Regions from separate parts of the Mus musculus genome. Here region 1 is linked to region 2. The links are chromatin contacts, called in public HiChIP or PLAC-seq maps. All regions are on one chromosome and are shown on one strand. Each heading gives the region's core, a stretch centred on a gene start, on an enhancer-like site or on the middle of the called end of the contact. The rest is flanking DNA. Distances are from core to core; before and after follow the strand shown.

Region 1 (6,404 bases), core at 1,285-3,784, 100 kb before region 2:
CCTCATGGTGGCTCACAACCACCCATAATGAGATCTGACACCCTCTTCTGGTGCATCTGAAGGCAGTTACAGTGTACTAATGTATAATAATAAACAAATCTTAAAAAAAAACAGTTCATCTTCTCTTGAAGACAATGTCCTTGTTAGTATATATGGAAACAATAATATACTTATGTTGACTTTTGTGTGTGTGTGTGTGTGTGTGTCATTAACCTAGAACTAAATGAGCCTTTGAGCATATGAAGTATTTGCTTCTTCTCTCTCTCTGACCTTCCAGAAATCAGTGACTGTTCTTAAGAAAGTATTTAGCCTGCAAATCACAGCAATGAAATCTCATTCTGTTTGCTTTAAGCTTAAGCCACCTTGATGAACTGAAGAGATGAAGATCACATAACTCAGAAGCCCTAATTCTTTGTCCACGGTTATGCCTTTCTAGAAAAATCACTTTTGTCATTACCTCTCATTGAGTAAGAGAAATTCAGTAAGAGCATCATGTTAGATGGGTATAAAATGATAACCTGGTATACTTCTTTAGAAAAATTTAAGTGCTTGTTGTGTACAGATATAATTATTACAACATACTACAAACTTAAATCAAGAAACTCCTATTACTTGAGATGACTAATTCTTTAATATGCAAACACTTGCAAACTGTTAACAAAGTAAGTCAAATATTCTGTTTGTTATATACAGTGAGACAGCAAATGAATGTTTAAAGCTGGGAGCATTCTTAGACCTTTTAAAATTATTTTTGCTACTTTGGTTATTCATGTGTATGCATGTGGACCTGTGTGTGAACTCATAGATCAACTCTGGTCATCGGGCTTGGTAACAAGCACTTTTACCCACTGAGCCATCTTGCTGTCCTAGAATATTAAAATATGGTCTGTTGCCTGAATACGAAATATACCTCCAGAGGCTCATGTCTTTGAAAAATGTGTTGTCTGTCCTGTTTTCAAAGGTTACGTAACCTTCGGTGAGTGGAGCCTCAATGAAGTGGATGAGCTATGCAGGATGAGTCTTGACATTCTATACCATTATCCTAATTTCCTGTCTCTGCTTGGCTCTCTGGTTGCAGATGCAAACTGACCTGTTGCCTTCGGCACCTTCTCCATGCCTTTCCCATTGGGATGGAATTTCTCTCCTGTAACTGTAAGTCAAAAATTCTTTTCATCCTTAAGGTTGCTTTTGGCCACAGCAACAAGAAAAGTGTCTAATAATATAGTATTTTATATTATATTTGTGGTAGAGGTATTGAAAATGTACATTTAAGAACAACAAAAACAAATAAAAACAAACAAACAAAGAACAGGACAATGGGTTAAGCCCTGACACAAGTTCAAACCTCTGTAATTGAATCTTTATTTCATATTATATAGCATAGATTTTTCTGATATAAAAGAGGAAATAAACGTCTTAAATGATGTTCTAATTACTGTATCTTACAGACCTCAAGAGTGGCAGATCACCAAGCAATAAGCACACTTATTTGGAGTCATTGCCTCCTCACCAAATATGTAAGGTGTATTGATCAAAAATAGACAGAATAAACCGATAAGTGAGGAGCTCACAGGATTTCCTAGTGTATGTGCTAGATCATCTATTTCCTCTTGCATGTTACTGAATAAAAGGCTATTTTCAGTCAGGAGAAACAATGACACAAAATACCACTGCCTCCATTTGCAAGAGACTTTGTAAGTGCCTTACAGGAAGTTAGTCATGGCCCTTGAATGGTGTGTAAGAGCACTTGCACTGTTAAATCGCATGCTTACTTCAGGATTCTGGAATCTTCCCAAACTGTTTGCTTACCTTTGGCTGAATTTTCTGACTAGATGGAAGGGGCTTTCCAATGATTTGCCACACAGGGCTTATCTTGAATTGTGTAACAGGCAGTACAGGGACTAGGCAACTGTTTGAGATCGAGAAATGACTATGTACATTATCAACAATTGTTTGTAGAGATAGAGGGAAGGGTTGTTAACTTCCTTTGGAAAACAAATCTTTTGCTAATTACTATGCTATCTGGCTTGTAGACAGATGAATAGAGAAAAAAGTCACAAAATGTTATGTTTTTAATTCTGGCCATTTGATATAACACTACCTCTCCCTATGAAAATTCTCCGGACTCTGTCCTAGAATAGCATTTTACTTGAGGAAACAGTGTAGTATTTTGAGACAAGAAGACATACAGCAATCCTGGACTCATTTAAATTGACTAATATGCTTTTGTTTTTCTGAGCATGTGTTTGTTCAGGTTTCAAATGGAGGGACCATGATCCCATAAAATACAGGGATGTTATAAAGGTCAAGAAAGACAATATCTATAAAAGGGGCTACTGGTCAAGAACTGAGTCAGATAGGAATCTCTGTTGTTATTGTGTTAGTTATTCAGTTAAGAAATTTTGCCTGCTTCATAGTAGAATTTGTGATCTACATCTAAGACTTTGCAAAAGAAAGTAAGTATCTTGAGGTTAGGACTTAGTCATCTCCTAACCCCTCAAAGTCTAGTGAAACTTGTGTAAATCTCCTACTTTTCTCCCAGAAACAAATCCTGTTGAGGACACTCCCCTCTTGACATCTCCTTAGTAAAGAACACTCACACAGCAGGGGTGAATGCACTTTAGAAAAGACTTCAGCTCATTCTGCACTAGGACTCTGAAATTTAATTTTAGCCACAGTGTTGATGGAACAGATCACAGAGCTTGGGCCACTCTTCAGTGGAAATGAAATTGGAGAAGGGCATGGAGCCAAAAATAAGGGCCTTTCTGTCTAGTGTTTGGGGACATGGACTTGAGAATTTCAAGTGGCCACCAGTCCCTCCCTCACTGCCAACACTGCACAACTCTTGGCTGAAACCTCACTAGGACATGAGGGTCTTGCTATAGGAAAAGAGAGTTCCTTTTTACTGACACCAAGCTCAGCAGAAAGGAATGCACTTCAAATAGCCCTGTTTGCTCAGTAACCACATTTGGGCTTCATGGTCTTTGGAGCCCTGCTCTCTTTGTAATTGACACACATCGGGAGCCGGCTGCTGATAGCAAAGACAGTGAGTTTGGTTTAGAGTAGGGCCTCATGTAGAATGCTATTAGCTGACCCTGCCCAGGATGTCTTCTTATCCTAATGAGAGAGGAGTGCTAAGGAGGAAGAAATAGTTGTCTATGACAAATGTAGTACTTTCCTGTTTTCTGTATTGCTACATACTATATAGTTTCTCAAAACCTTGTTGGAAATGCTTTTGTCAGAATCATGAATATCAGAGATTATTACCTGGGTCCTATTTGTAACAGTACACTTACTGCTAGTAAAAATGGTAGCTTCTTATAACTTACACCTTAAATTCTCTCACTTAAAATCCTCATAACGTGCCCAGTGTGGTGGCTTAAGCCTTTAATCCCAGCACTTTGGAGGCAAAGGCAGGCGGATTTCGGAGTTCAAGGTCAGCCTGGTCTACAAAGTGAGTTCCAGGACAGCCAGGGCTATACAGAGAAACCCTGTCTTGAAAAACCAAAAAAAAAAAAATCTTCATAAGACTCATCCACGGACTGACTCCCATCATTCTACATTAGCAAGAACCAAAGATTCAGATCTTCATGTTAAATTTCCCAAATAACCTTATGATGTTCATATAGTTCAAATTTTCAGTTCAGAATCTATGGATTTAAAATACTTCCTGAACTGGTTTATTGTAGTTATCTTACCATTAACCTCAACAAATGATCTGATGATACCATAGCATACACATTGTCCCAATGGTTATTCAACTGCCAAATGTAGGATGACTGACTAAGAATCTAAGCTTCGCATTCAGGAAGAAAAAGGACATCTCTAGCTGCATATGTTTCAAAAGATGGCCTAGTCAGCCATCACTGGAAAGAGAGGCCCTTTGGACTCGCAAACTTTATATGCCCCAGTACAGGGGAACGCCAGGGCCAAAAAGGGGGAGTGGGTGGGTAGGGGATTGGGGGGGTGGGCATGGGGGACTTTTGGGATAGCATTGGAAATGTAAACGAGGAAAATACCTAATTAAAAAAAAAAGGAAAAAGGACATTGCACAGAGAGACTTAGTTTAGTTTCTCTCCTTCCATGATGCTATAGTTCCATTAGTGTTAGAATTTTACTCATGTTTTCTCTATACAAATTGTGCCATGTCTTACTGACCCTCTTTATGCCATTAAAGGGATTACCTTGTGCCTTTGGTGATGTCCTTTCTTCATTCCTTAACTGAACTCCAGCTTATCTTCAGAATTTAGCCAACCTTTCAACCCACCTAAGACTCTCCTGCACTAAAATCCACTCTACTTACATCACACTACATGGCCACGAACAAATCCCTAGAAGTATATTTCACATTATATTAGAATTCATTCTTTTCATGTCTCTGTGGTCCATAATCAGTTCTTCAGTGAGACGCATATTGCAATGGTTTCAGCTATTGTGCCATCCAACAAATATATCTTAAAGTCCTAACTTTTGGTACCTGTAAATATGGCATTATATGGAAATAGAATTTTGGTAGATATAAATTAAGACCAGAGTATGGTAGAGTAGGTAGAGTCTTAACTATAAGTAACTGCTGTCTGTATAAGAAGATAGAGAATGAAAGTAAGGAAACTGAAAGCCAATGCATGATGAGAATTGCCTCGTCTAGTCCCTGATTTTAGTGGGATTGCTTCGAGTTTCTCTCCATTTAGTTTGATGTTGGCTACTGGTTTGCTGTAGATTGCTTATATTATGTTTAGGTATGGGCCTTGAATTCCTGATCTTTCCAAGACTTTTATCTTGAAGGGGTGTTGGATTTTGTCAAATGCTTTCTCAGCATCTAACAAGATGATCATGTGGTTTTTGTCTTTGAGTTTGTTTATATAGTGGATTGTGTTGATGGATATTCTTATATTAAGCCATCCCTGCATCCCTGGGATGAAGCCTACTTGATCATGATGGGTGATCTTTTTGATGTGTACTTGGATTCGGTTTGTGAGAATTTTATTGAGTATTTTTTGCATCAATATTCATAAGGGAAACTGGTCTGAAGTTCTCTTTCTTTGTTGGATCTTTGTGTGGTTTAGGTATCAGTGTAATCGTGGCTTCATCGAATGGATTGTTTCTATTTTGTGGAATAGTTTGAGGAGAATTGGAATTCTGTCTTCTTTGAAGGTCTGATAGAATTCTGCACTAACCCATCTGGTCCTGGGCTTTTTTTATTTTTTTTTTTTTTTTGGTTGGGAGACTATCAATGACCACTTCTATTTCTTTAGGGGAAATGGGACTGTTAAGATCGTTAGTCTGATCCTGATTTAACTTTGGTACCTGGTATCTGTCTAGAAAATTGTCCATTTCATCCAGGTTTTCCAGTTTTGTTGAGTATAACCTTTTGTAGTAGGATCTGATGATGTTTTAGATTTTCTCAGGTTTTGTTATGTCTCCTCTTTCATTTCTGATTTTGTTAATTAGGATACTGTCCCTGTGCCCTCTAGTTATTCTGGCTAAGGGTTTATCTATCTTGTTGATTTTCTCAAAGAACCAGCTCCTGGTTTGTTTGATTCTTTGTACAGTTCCTTTTGTTTCCACTTGGTTGATTTCAGCCCTAAGTTTGATTATTTCCTGCTGTCTACTCCTCTTCAGCAAATTTGCTTCCTTTTGTTCTAGCATTTTTAGGTGTGCTGTCAAGCTCCTAGTGTATGCTCTCTCTCCAGTTTCTTTTTGGTGGTACTCAGAGCTATGAGTTTTCCTCTTAGGAATGCTTTCATAAGTTTGGGTATGTCGTGGCTTCATTTTCATTAAACTCTAAAAAGTCTTTAATCTCTCTCTTTATTTCTTCCTTGAACAAGTTATCATTGAGTAGAGTGTTGTTCAGCTTCCACGTGAATGTTGGCTTCCTATTATTTATGTTGTTATTGAAGATCAGCCTTAGTCCATGGTGATCTAATAGGATGCATGGGATAATTTCAATATTTTTGTATCTGTTGAGGCCTGTTTTGTGAACAATTATATGGTCAATTTTGGAGAATTGCCAGTAGGTGCAAGAATCTCACAAGGTTCCCCCTTTACTGTTGAGAGAGCACAAGGTTTTAGAGATACCTTGAACTCAGAATTCCATCCTCTAGAATCATGAAGTTCTATTGTTTTCCCCAACTTCCTTGTGCTATTTTATAAAGGAACCCTGGGAATAAGCACAGAGCTTATCTTACTTATTACCATATGTATAATCCAAGCTAAGCATTGGCATATCGCAAACTAGTGATCATTTGTCATATTTAGTAATCTGAAAGCCTCTATAGTGCTCTACAGTTTTCCATACCTCTTATGCACTAGCCCTACAAATTGTGCTGAGCAATATAGGCTCCCACTTAGTGACTTTATCTATCTTTGGAAAATCCTTAGTCAAATAAGTCCTTCTTTGGATT
Region 2 (6,649 bases), core at 2,491-4,990:
TAGGGCTTTGCCTGGCTGCCATGCTCTTCTACAAATGAGTGAAATGACTGGTAAAAAAAAAAAAAAATGAATTGTGAGAGAGCAAAAACTTCGCAATACTTAATTTGGATAAAACAATTTAATAGAACATTTTATAAGACCATCAGTATTTCAATCCCAAGCTTTTGTTTTATATATTTCTTATTTGGAAAGTAAATGAGCCAAACTGGAAAGCAAACTTTGAATGAAATTGACCACTCAAGGATAAGGGAGAGTGGAACACTTTGATCTCAGTGATGTCCCAGGGAGCACTTCCTGTGCTCCTGGGCTGCTCAGCTTCTTCCTGTTCAGGTTGTCAGAAACCCCTCAGAGCTGAGATGGGGGTAGGAAGGGCATGGGATTAAGTCATATAAGATTTATGAGTGTCCTGTAGCAGACTGTATTCCCTCTCTACATCCTCGGTTTCCTCTCCTACTAAATGAGAGGATTGATAGTAATAATATCAATAATGACCTTTTGAAATAATGTCCATGGGAAATTCAGTCCTTTCTGGTATGAATTATGGTGACCTTTTCTCATTTACTACTAATATACATTTTGCTACAAAACAATTAAGACTAGGTACTTTATAAAGAAAGTGTAAATTTGTTAAGGGCCATTATTCTGTTACAACACAGTAAAGAATTAAAATGATTAATGTCCCTCTGTAGAAGAGGCTAAGCATGTGGACTCATCTCTGTTGATGACAACTTACGGCATGAGACTGTTACTTCTGAGGTGGACTCCCAAAGACTAATTCCTTTTTATTAGGTCAGGTCTCTCAAAGGTTCTAACACCTTTTATCCTTATTAGATTGAGAACTACACTTCTAATAGATAAAACCTTTGCAGGGACTGATTTTACTGCATATCAATGACTCTCAACCTGTGGGTTGCAACTCCTTTAAGGGGAGTATCACATACCTGATATCTGTCCTACATATCAGATACACCATGAGTCATAACAATAGCAAAATTACAGTTATAAAGTAGCTGTTATGGTCAGGGGTCAGCTCAACATTGAGAACTGTATTAAAGGTATGCAGCATCGGAAGGTTGAGAGACACTGCTGAATATAAACCTCATTATTCCATTGTGGCCACCAGTGTCCATGTTCTTCTCTGAACATAAACTATATACATTCTACACCAATGTGCCCGACATCTGAACTCATTTCAGCTTCACTCTCAAGTCCAAATCCAAGGACTCATCTGAGGCTCAAGGCAAACTCTTTCAGCTGTGACCTTGTAAAATTAAAAACAAGCTATATGCTTCAAGTATACAATGGTAGAGCAGACATAGGAGAAGTCTGATTCCAAACGATAATGCTCAAATTCAAAGGGTTTCTGGCTCCCAGTATGTTTGTAAGCAAACAGTGCAGACATCAAATCCTAAAGGTCCAGATCTAGCATACTGTGCAGTCAAGGTGTGTATAGACACTTCTGGCCCTGGCTGCCTTGCCTCCATAATGTTACTGATAACAGCTTATATGGCCATGATCTAGGGTTGACGATAGAGCCTGTGAGTCTCCCAGGCAAAGAATGAAAGCTGGCAGTGGCTCTTACTTTAGGATATCAAGAATAGCAGTGCTCCTTCATTGGCTGCACAAAGCATCCCAGTAAAGGACCTTCACAGTATCTCTGTGAGGATCCTTGAGATTTCCTTCGAAAACTCAGTGGAAGTCACTTCTGACCCCATAATTTCTTTATTCAACAAGCCTATAGAACTAGCACAGGCTACAATCGGAATGTCTCAAGCTTCGTGGTTAAATCTTGTTACTCAATACATTTGGGGACAAGGATGTATAAAAACTCAAAATGTCACATTTGGCCTGACCCTTTGCACAGTCCCTATAACTCTTGTCAGTGCCTTCACTTGGCCATTTGGGAGATCAGTTCAAATTCCAAGACAATACTGGATAGTAAACTTGTGATGATGGCATTGGGTTTATTCCCTAAACCATTTTTTTTCCCTAGAAGGTCTTCAGTGTTGCATTAGGAGAAGTAGCCTCAGAGATTTATGAGATGTCCTTGAAGTCATTTCCCTGTTTTGGAAAAATGATACCTAGATTCCTTTTATATATGATAATCTCATTAGCAAGTGATTATTTGCCTACATCAGTATTTTGTTTGCTCATACATATTTTTATCTGGCCTGTGAATTTTCAAATTACTCTGGTGAATTTCCTTCTATTCTTGGGCCATGTTGCAAGCTGGCAAGGGTACTCTTGTAGCTCCTTCTGTATTTTGTTTAGAAATTTCATTTACCAGTTAAACAATCCCATCACTCCATAAAGCCCTCGTGCATGGGCAGAGTTCAGTGCAGTTGTTTGCTGCATCATAATAAGAATGTCCCTTTCTCCAATTTCCGATAGGACAGTCCTCATTTCTCTCTGAGACCTCATCATCTTGGAAAATATCTAGGTCTTTCCATATACCCTTTATTCTGAGCCATCACCAGAATCCCTCAGAATGCCTCTCATATACCATGGAACAGACCACTTCCAGCTTGTTGTTTGTGCCCTGCTTCTCTAGTTCCAAAGCCTTTTCTGTATTGTTAAATATTTTTATTCCAACAACCACACACTGTACTAATGGTTCCCAATTTAGTCAAGTATCTGCTGCTATAACAAAATATACCAGAAGTTCAATGCTTCTGGTAAGTTCAATCTAAATGAAGTAATTTTATTTGATTTATGGTTTCAGAGGTAAAAGTTTAAGATAACCAATCTACCTTATTTGTCTGGGCTTTGGTGAGGGGCACATTGATTTTTTTCACAACATAAAGAAGACTCTGAAAGGGACATTGAGTATGTGTAAAACGGATCATATGTAGGAGTGAAGATTTTATCCCAACTTGCAATTATGAGAAATCACCATATGAGACTAACAGGTATCCCTTAAGAAGTGATTTAATAACTACCTGAAGTCCCGATCTATTATAATTTCCATAGCAGTCCAACTTCGCTACGTGAATCTCTGGAAAATATTCAGGCCAGATCTAGATCATGGCAATAGTATAAAATGGATCTTCAATATTATCCAAACTACTAACCAAATGTGTATATTAATTTCAAAACTGGAATTGGCTGTAGAGTAAGAGGTGTTATTAACAGAGGTTTATCTTTAGGAAATTCTTTGGCTGGATATTTACAACTTAAACTATGCATGTGTTATTTACTTCAATTCAGTAGAAATCAGGGCTGAGTGTAGGAAATTATGATCTACTACTCTCAGTATTTGTATTTATTGTCTGTCTCCCATCCGTTTTCACTCAGACGCCAAGCTTTAGCATTTTGAGGGATGTTATATGACAAATGACTATCGTGATGATCTCTTGTTTAAACTAGCAGCCTGCTTCAATTGTAACAGCTTCATCACAGACTAAAGTGGAATGATGTGAGCACCCAAAGGTGGGGGGCAAATCTTGCCATTTGATGTGTTCTGGTACAGTGACTTTTAACGAGTCCAAATGTCACACCTGGTTCAGTAACTTTTCATGGTTCCCATAATCCATGAATCATGCCATCACTGAATTACTTTTAGGGGAAATAACTTGGGAAAGAGCATATGTTTTGAAAGTTGTTAAAAAGGAAACTGTTCACATAAATATGTACAGGGGAAGATGAACATATGGAAATTTTCATGGTGTGTTTTCCTCTAGAGTAAATGCAAAGGAATGTAAAACCACAGAGATTCTTTTCCCGGGGTTTCAGAGAGTGATAGCAGAAGTCTTTAAAAGACACGTAATGTAGTCATGTTTGGAAACGGCTGATTCATAAAAAAGCGGTGTAGCATACGGCTATCTTTTTGAAGCACTCAGGAAACTTCAGCTTTCTTTTATAAGAATATGAATAAGACTTTAGCCACATGGGAAGTGAGACAATGCTATTTTGCTAGTAATTTTTCATTTAATGAAAAAATCTGATGAAAAATACACATTGTTCTTCATCTTCCCACCTATGGACATCCAGCTCACTCTTCTGTGTAGGCAGTGGATTTCATCTCCCTAAAGTTTCCTCAGATGTCCTCTGCTTCATTTGACTTCACTGTTCCATAAACCTAAAGGAATGCATTTTTGTATTATACAGTTTTCCATTTGTTTCAAACATATCCTGTATGAAGCTGGGGCCATATCCTTTCAGACTACCAAGTCCCAAAAGGCAAACATGAACAGACATTCTTAGTGTCCAGCTCAATCTTGACCACACTAAAGAGGCTTTAAAATACAGGAAATAATCCACTTAACAGTTGAGCTCACTTAAATATATCTCCTTCAGTCAAGGGCAAACACTTCATATGCAAAATAAAATGAATTGCCATTTGTTAAGCCTTTGGGTTCAATCAGACTTAATGCTTTAAAAACAATTTATGTTATGTATTCTCAGGAGCCTGAGCAATGCATCCTCATTTGATGTCTAAGCAATTGAGATTCAAATATGGTGAGTTGTTTGCTTACGAATAAATGGCTAGGCTGAGGAGGTGGCTCAGCAGTTAAGAGCACTAACTGCTCTTCCAAAGGTCCTGAGTTCTATTCCCAGCAACCACATGGTGGCTCACAAACAATGTAATGGGATCCAATGCCCTCTTCTGGTGTGTCTGAAGACAGGTACAATGTAGTCATATAAATACAATTAATCTTAAAAAAAAAAAGAACATGTGTTTTCTTTTTAAAAAGAACAAAAAGAATAAATTGCTATTAAATACAACATTTGCCTTGTATATGCATGTATACATACACAGACACATGCACACATATGGAAACAACTGCACACACACACACACACACACACACACACATATATATATTCTCATATGTGTATATGTGTGTGTGTGTGTGTCTATGTATATATGGAAACAATAACAAAATCTACCACTTCAGTGTTTTCTTTGCTTCAAAGTCAATAAGAAGCCTTTCCTGACTTTCTTGTAGATAGAGAAGGAAGAATTCTGCCCATCCTCTGGTGACTAGACAGGACTCTTTCTGTTTCTCTCGTGGACTCTCCATGAAGTACAGATTACTCCAGGTAGAAAGAATGGTGTGGTTAGAGGTTACATTTATATGGTGGAGTTGCTTCTGTCTTCTGGCTATCAGGTGACATGAGTCTATTAAGATACTTTATGCATGGCAGCTTCAGCATTGGATCAAAGACAAGATTTCAGAAAATCTCCTATATATGCGGTCTTCAGTTTTCTTGACTCAGTTTATTGTCTTCCCTGACCTTTGTTTTACTATCTCAAACAAGGGATCTATCCATAGGCTTCTCTTATGTGGTATTAAAGGCATGGTCAAAGACACTTTTGAGCCCAGCAGGCTTGTACCACACAATAGAATTGCTACTCAGAGATCATATAGGGGAAGAATCTCAGTAACATACGAGTTTAGTTTGAGTCACAGGCCTATTAGTGCTGAGAGAGTGCAGTGGGTACTGGGGAGGCATCTCATGGCTTGAGTGGAAGACAAAGTTGTGTTAAATCAAAGACAGTGGGAAGAACATAGGGTTAAAAATGCTGATAGACACAGAGCAAATATCAAGGTGAGGAGATAGCAAGGTAATGCTTAACTAGTCAGAGATGTCTAAAAGATAGGTTTTGATTGGTCATTGAAATATATTTCAATTTGGAGAATGAAAGATAGATCATAAAAAGGTTTGGATTCTCTCTTGTGGCTACTGATGACTCTTCTCTTTTGTTTCTCCCTTTGGTAGAAATTTACTATAGTGACAACAGCACTTTGCAATCCTTCCCCCTTGCCAGAAAAATGTATGCAGATTGCATCAGATGTATTGGTTATGTTTGTCTTTGCTGCAACAAAGCACATAATAAGAGGCGACTGAAGGAAGAAAAGATTTTTGTGAGTTCATGGTTTGAGGGGTACAGTCCATTGTGGGAAAGGCATGATGGGAGCATGAGATGGCAGGGATGTAAGGAAAGGTGAATGCTGGTCTCATTCTTCTTTCTCACTCTACTTTTTCAGTCTGGGATCCCACATCCTTGGGTGGAACCAAGCATATTTATGATGATTCTTCTATCAGCTAATCTAGCTGGAAATACCCTTACAAATGAACTCAAAGAATGACTAACTGATGTCCTGTTCCTTCCTTAATCCAATAAAACTGACAACATTACCTAATAGAAATGGATATATGAGATCCACTGATGTCATTCCTTTAGCTTCAAAACTAATCACTAATTCAGTCAGACCTGCCTGGCTTACATTTTGAACATGCTGGGAAAATTGTTGCTATGAGCAGAGATTTGGAGTTGGTCTATACAGGCTCATGGGCAATTATCTACAGGTTGGGATGTTCTTCTGAAAAATTAAAATAATAAATTAGGCTTCCTTGACTGAATTGTAAGTGTTAAGGCCCAGAAAGCAGTGCCCCAAAGTGTGGTACTTTGTTTTACTGAGGATATCAAATTGGAGGATGTTGTATGGAGGCTCAGACCCTCCCTATCCTGTTTCTCTTGCTTCTCTTCCTCTCCTGAAGTGACAATCTAGAATATAATCTTAATCTTCCCCTGATGTTTTTTTTTTTTTTTTGTAGGTGCTTGCTGTCAAGAAAGTCCCCCAGGGAACTTATATAATAATAGGTTATAAGACCTTCATCCCAGAGGGGCTTTGCCACATAC

What was found. HiChIP or PLAC-seq counts read pairs in DNA pulled down with a chosen protein or histone mark.
Region 1: a CTCF HiChIP or PLAC-seq map of the NIH/3T3 cell line shows a contact between it and region 2, with 11 read pairs. The contact joins two enhancer-like sites. A contact is called at or near these places in 2 of 15 datasets of contacts at CTCF or cohesin (CD8 T cells and the NIH/3T3 cell line) and 2 of 115 datasets of contacts at active chromatin or transcription factors (embryonic fibroblasts and embryonic stem cells).

The regions. Positions count from the first base shown.
Region 1 is chr15:63,062,666-63,069,069 of GRCm38.p6, reverse strand. It overlaps Gm41334 (a long non-coding RNA gene), which reads left to right. Exons shown (of 3, transcript XR_875378.1): 2 at 1,079-1,152; 3 at 1,449-1,570. Among named protein-coding and RNA genes, the nearest start is that of Gm41334, 4.9 kb to the left of the region's middle. RefSeq lists an enhancer at 1,459-3,368. Within about 2 kb of position 2,534, at least 43 of the 459 cell types and tissues checked have an H3K27ac peak or open chromatin away from gene starts, as enhancers often do. A contact at or near this core is called in the NIH/3T3 cell line and embryonic fibroblasts, where this site is marked.
Region 2 is chr15:62,959,957-62,966,605 of GRCm38.p6, reverse strand. No RefSeq gene overlaps it. Among named protein-coding and RNA genes, the nearest start is that of Gm30113, 9.1 kb to the right of the region's middle. Within about 2 kb of position 3,740, at least 11 of the 459 cell types and tissues checked have an H3K27ac peak or open chromatin away from gene starts, as enhancers often do. A contact at or near this core is called in the NIH/3T3 cell line and embryonic fibroblasts, where this site is marked.